2 separate regions of the Zea mays genome follow, and region 1 is linked to region 2. The links are chromatin contacts, called in public Hi-C maps. All regions are on one chromosome and are shown on one strand. The core of a region is the stretch at or near the end of the contact, and the rest is flanking DNA. Distances in the headings are between cores, read along the strand shown. Region 1 holds the start of LOC100383840 (HSP20-like chaperones superfamily protein). Region 2 holds the start of LOC103640626 (cationic amino acid transporter 2, vacuolar).

Region 1 (2,897 bases), core at 238-2,737, 750 kb before region 2:
GAATCGTCCCTAGAACGAGCTAACATCGGTGGTCGTGGTGGACCTCCACCTCGCGGTTCAACTCCGCCACTGGGAACTCCAACCCCGACCATCTGCAATTGGGGGATACGTGTGCCGCCGAACACCATATCTTGACCGTCCGAAGCAACTGGCCTTGAGCCGCCAGCGCCGCGCCAGTGAAGAACAACAATGTATTCCTCCAAGACGATGATGTATCTGCTGCCGCCACCCACCTTTCGTCGAACAAAACTGCGCGTAGCTGGAAAAAATTTGCGGGAAGCTACTTGATTGCAAGCGCTCGGCAGGATTGGGGAGAGTTTTGCTCGCGCATATATGCGGGATCCATCGTTGCCTTTGTGGGAAGCCAAAAAATGGGAAAAGAAATAGCAGTCTCTTGGAAGCGAGAATGGTGGAGTTTGGACGCTAAAAACGCTATTCGCGTTGATATGCGGCACCTCTTAGAGTTGCTCTTAGGCTGAAGATTCATTTAGGCTATCCGCAACCGTTACCTCTAAATTTTCTCCCCTATATCACTTTTCCCCCCTATTTTCCCCCCTATTTTTTCATCTCCCGCAGCGGTTCCCCCTAAATACTCCCCCTATACCCCACTACCACTATAAAATATTATTTTCTATACCAACTATCAATTTTTTATCTACTAACAATTATCCGTGGACCCACAGCACAGTGTTTAGGGGGATGAACAGTGACGCGCTAGATCTAGGGGGAGAGAGAAGGGGGGCCGACGTGTAGGGAGCGCTATAGGGGGCACCGCTGCGGCCGCAGAGTGCCCCCTACGCGCCGCATGCAAGGGGAGGGGGCAGGGGAGGGGGCAGCGTTGCGGTCAGTCTTAGGCTATCCGCAACCGTTACCCCTAAATTTTTCCCCCTATATCACTTTTCCCCCTATTTTTTCATCTCCCGCAGCGGTTCCCCCTAAATACTCCCCCTATACCCCACTACCACTATAAAATATCATTTTCTATATCAACTATCAATTTTTTATCTACTAACAATTACTCGTGGACCCACAGCACAGTGTTTAGGGTGATGAACAGTGACACACTAGATCTGAGGGGGGGAGAAGGGGACCGACACGTAGGGGGCGCTGTAGAGGGCACCGCTGCGGCCATAGAGTGCCCCCTACGTGCCGCATGCAAGGGGAGGGGACAGGGGAGGGGGGAGCGTTGCGGTCAGTCTTAGCACTCCACTAGACCACTACAGTAGCAGCTCGATGGAATGGAGCCGTGGAGGCCAGCCAGCACAGCACAGGCAAGAAAGGAACCATGTCCTAGGCCCAAGGACGGAGGTGACCCAACCCACACCTCGCACTCCATGTCAGCCGGCTGCTTCCTGCTGTCCTCACCAAGCAACCCATCCTTGCATTCCATGGCTCGGACACGGCAGCAATACATGGCACGCTACGCCGCCGGATACCATAAATACACGTCGAGGCGGGGTCGCTGTCCGTGCACGCCCGCCGCGAAGGGCGAGCAGCTTCGGTCTCCGGCGGCGAGGAAATAGGCAGGCATGGACCGGCGGCAGCGCGCGGCGGCGCGGGTGTTCGAGGACTTCGACCCGGAGGTGGAGTGGAAGCTGGCAGGGGAGGAGCAGGACGTGGTGGAGATCGCGCTGCCGGGGTTCCGCAAGGACCAGGTGAGGGTGCAGGTGGACAACCACGGCGTGCTGCGCGCCACCGGCGAGCGACCCGCCAGGGGCGGCCGGTGGGCCAGGTTCAAGAAGGACCTCCGCCTCCCCGACAACTGCGACTCCGACGGCGTCCGCGCCAGGTTCGAGGGCGAGAAGCTCATCATCACGCTCCCCATCGTCGCCGCGCTGTCGCACTCGCCGACTCCGTCGCCGTCGCCACCTCCTCCTCCTCCACAACAACAACCACGCCGGCGTCCATCGCCGCCAGAGCCGTCCGTTCCTGCTCCTGAACCGCCGCCGCTGACACGCCAGAACCCATCGCCAACGCAGGCGCCTCCTCTACCACCTCAACCACGTCGGCACCCATCGCGCCCAGAACCTTCCATTCCTGCTCCTGAACCGCCGCCACCACAACCACGTACTTACCCTAAGCCACCGCCGCATCGGTCTCCGTCCCCACCGCGTCGGTCTCCGTCCCCGCCACAGCCACCCCGTACTTATCCTAAGCCACCGTCGCGTCGGCCTCCGTCCCAGCCGCCACCGTCGCGTCGCTCTCCGTCCCAGCAGCCGCCACGTACTTATACTAAGCCACCGTCGCGTCGGCTTCCGTCCCCGCCGCCACCACCGCGTCGCTCTCCGTCCCCGCCACAGCCGCCCCGTACTTATCATAAGCCACCGTCGCGTCGGCCTCCGTCCCCGCCGCCACCACCGCGTCGGTCTCCGTCCCCGCCACAGCCGCCCCGTACTTATCCTAAGTCACCGTCGCGTCGGCCTCCGTCCCCGCAGCCACCACCGCGTCGGTCTCCGTCCCCGCCACAGCCGCCCCGTACTTATCCTAAGCCACCGTCGCGTCGCTCTCCGTCCCCGCCGCCACCGTCGCGTCGCTCTCCGTCCCCGCCACAGCCGCCACGTACTTATCCTAAGCCACCGTCGCGTCGGCTTCCGTCCCCGCCGCCACCACCGCGTCGCTCTCCGTCCCCGCCACAGCCGCCACGTACTTATCCTAAGCCACCGTCGCGTCGGCTTCCGTCCCCGCCGCCACCACCGCGTCGCTCTCCGTCCCCGCCACAGCCGCCACGTACTTATCCTAAGCCACCGTCGCGTCGGCCTCCATCCCCGCCGGCCCCAGCACCACCTGCCGCTGAAGAGCTGACAGAGGCCGGCACCGAGGAACGGAAACAATCGCCACCGCCACACCAGACGCCGGGTGCTGCTCCTGGGCCGAAGACTCCTCCCCCGTGGTCGTGG
Region 2 (3,269 bases), core at 201-2,700:
GTTAACAAGTATGGGTGAGGGCAAAACCTTCTAATACTCATTTACCCATTGCGTGAAGATTTTTGTCTATTTAGAGATCCATGAGTAGAATATCTAGTCCGTATACATACCTAATAGAGTAAATAACGGAGTATCGGGTCACAGGTATCCATTGACATCTTTATCAGAAACGGAGGAAGAGGTGTTTCGGTCCCGTTATTAACGGTAATTAATGAAGAAACAAACGGGATGTTGACTTCCAAAGAAAGGTGAAACTGTGGGTGGTATTTTGCAGAGCTGAGGTCTTTGGGTGGTATTTTACGGAGACGGTGAACTTTGGTAGGTAGAGAACCAATTTTCTAAAAATCAAGTACGAAGTTTATAAGGCGTTTTTTTCCCTTGGAGGGAGCGAACATGCATATCTGCAGCATTGACTGACGTGGGCGCACGGGGATTCACAAAACTGACTTTTTCTTTGCATAACACATCTCGCTAGAATATTAGTATTAGAGCTAATTTGGTAACTATATTTTTCTAAAGAATTACCGTTTTTAAGAGAAAATGAATTAATTTTTTTAGAAAAAATAGAAATTTATTAGAAAAATAGGATCCCAAACTAACCTTTAAAATATTTTTCTTCTAGAGAAGAAAATTATGAAATCTTTGATCCCACGGTTGGCTGACGGCTCCCATGAATAAAATACCTTTTTTCCCTTTCCTTGCCTTGCCGCACTTTGGAACTTGTATGGACCATACATACAAATAAGCATATTTTTAGCGATAAGCATACGCCAACACGGCACTGCTAACCAGCCAGCCTATTGGGAGCGGAGAGTCGTGCGTGTGGTGTGTAGCGTGGCTGAAAAGGTCAACCATCATGCACTTATGCACGCCCCTTGGCTACAAGTACATGGCTCTATATCTAATTTTTTCACATGAAATACTCAGAGGGCTCTGACTGGCTACAAGTATAATAAAAATCTGTGAGGGCTACCGTTAGCATCAAGCGAAGATTATCCGTAAATAAGGGTGTATTTGCTTGCGGAGCATTTGGGACAGCCGATGATAGCTACGTCCAACGGGGTTCTGTCTCGGTTCAATTCTGGTAGACAGCTAGGGACGGTTATGTCCTAACTTCTTACACTAAACCGAGCAGTCTTATCTAAGGGATGATTTAGTGGACAGGGACGAGGAGATCCATGAGAAGGAATCCTCTCGTGATCCTTATCCACCAAATCAGCCCTAAAGAATCGTCTCATCTGTCTCATACGACCATTGTAATGAAACATACATGTTGTTCACTTGTTCTTATATCCTGAAAGAGATAAAAAAATAAGGCAACACACATGAAAATATTTTTTTCTTCTCACATTTATTAATCTTAAGGATTAACAAATGGGAGAAGGCGTAAAAAGAATAACGACAATTCGATAAATTAATTCAATCAAAATCAACTCATCTCCTATTATTCTGAACTATATATTACAATAGGCATTTACATGTATACCTTCGATCTTACGTTGCTATATAGGTAATGATAGAGATTGGCCTCTCACTGACTAAAAAAGTATCCCTATGTATCTTATTATGCTTCTATTTATAGTGGAAAGATATATTTTTATATAAAATTACATACCTGTCCATAGATACTATACATGTGAGCTACAATTTTATAAGGTTAATATGGACTTTTCCTTTCTCGCGTCGCGTCAATCAAGTCCCCCAACAACACTCAAGTTCTCGTGTGTGCCGCTCGTCGAAGCTTGCAGTTTACTAGTTGTACACCCATAATGACCCATTCTACCGTCATATACATACACCGTTGGCACGCCATCTAATCAGCGAAGAGGAGACGACGACTGCTCTGCCTTTCTTCCCTACAGGAACAGGACGAATCAATCAATCATTCCCCTCTGCAGCCGCCGGCCCTCAGCAAGCAAGCAAGGGACAGACGCGGCGGGGATGGGCAGCGGGGTCCGGGCGCTGATGCGCCGGAAGCAGGTAGACTCCGAGCGGACGCGCGCCGCCGGCAGCGCCCACCAGCTCCGCAAGGAGCTCTCCGTCACCCAGCTCGTCGCCATCGGTTAGCGACCTCTCTTCCCTCTCTCACTTTCCATGCCGACCTCCTCCATCCTTCTTCTTCTTCTTGTTTGCGGTGGATCTTTGCGGGGATTTAATTTGTTGGAACTCGGAACAAACCACGAAAGGTGCAAGCAAGCTTCGCTGCCTTCCTTTCTCTCTCTCTCTCTCTCTCTCTTGGCCGGTGCGGCCGTGCAGGTGCTTCCAGTGCGACGATTTGAATTTGCCGGATTCAGTTCAGTGAGCTGCTGTTGATATACTGTACTCGAGCTGGAGCTGTGTTACTCTCTGAGATTTCGCTTGCGAAGTTTCCAGTCCGTGTCTCAGTCCCCAATCCAAACAGGAACGGAACGGAACCCATCCCATCCTCTCAGCCCCCAATCCAGACGCAATCTAGGTTATGGGTAAAGGTTGAGAGGAATCTCAGTTGCTACCGTCTCTAGTTCCTTCCTCTGCTCGGTTGCTTGGCGTTGGGTCACTGTTGGCAAGGTAGGTAGGTGGGTGGCTGTCTCTGTACTGTTCTGGGCATTGCTACTCTGATTATGCACATGCCCGTCGTGCATAACATGTACTAGATCATAGCATTTCAACCCCAAAAAAAACTGTTTCTTGACATGTAAATACTCAGCTCAAAGAAGATTTTTTTTTTGTGTGCAACGGACTCTTGGAGCTTATGCAGATGGCTTGTTCACTGGACTGCATAGAGTATTCAGTTGAACCAAATGTTTTTTTATTTTGTTTTGCTAATTACACCCCATATGGGGTGTTTGGTTAGAGCGACTAAAGATTAGTCTCTAGTTTTTAGTCCTATTTAGTCCATTTTTTACCAAACACTAAGACTAAAATATAGACTAAAATGATTTAGTCTTTAGTACTTCACATATGTGCTAAAAGGGACTAAATCATATTAATTCCACGTTTATCCCTCATTTAGTTCAATTGTACTAATAACAGTAGAATGATAAATGCCATTTTAGTCTTCTTATGAGTCATTTAGTATATTCTTACTATTTTTAGCCTCTAGAACCAAACATGTTAGGGACTAAACTTTAGTCCCCTAACTAAATTTTAGTCCCTAGACTAAAGAAATCAAACATGGCCTATCTCACTAACGAAAGTATTGATCGTGGAACTTCTATGCCATTGCTCAGGTGTTGGGTCGACGATTGGAGCTGGCGTCTACGTCCTTGTTGGCACAGTTGCGCGGGAGC

What was found. Hi-C and Micro-C count contacts between places; a contact is called where the count stands out from the background.
Region 1: a Hi-C map of ear shows a contact between it and region 2, with 2.5 times the contacts expected there. The contact joins the promoter of LOC100383840 here to the promoter of LOC103640626 in region 2. A contact is called at or near these places in 2 of 25 Hi-C or Micro-C datasets (ear and leaf).

What each region holds. Positions count from the first base shown.
Region 1 is chr1:180,912,957-180,915,853 of Zm-B73-REFERENCE-NAM-5.0, reverse strand. LOC100383840 (HSP20-like chaperones superfamily protein) reads left to right here and starts at 1,487. Exons shown (of 1, transcript NM_001176471.1): 1 at 1,487-2,897. The coding sequence starts at 1,530.
Region 2 is chr1:180,158,301-180,161,569 of Zm-B73-REFERENCE-NAM-5.0, reverse strand. LOC103640626 (cationic amino acid transporter 2, vacuolar) reads left to right here and starts at 1,450. Exons shown (of 14, transcript XM_008664067.3): 1 at 1,450-2,062; 2 at 3,210-3,269. The coding sequence starts at 1,942.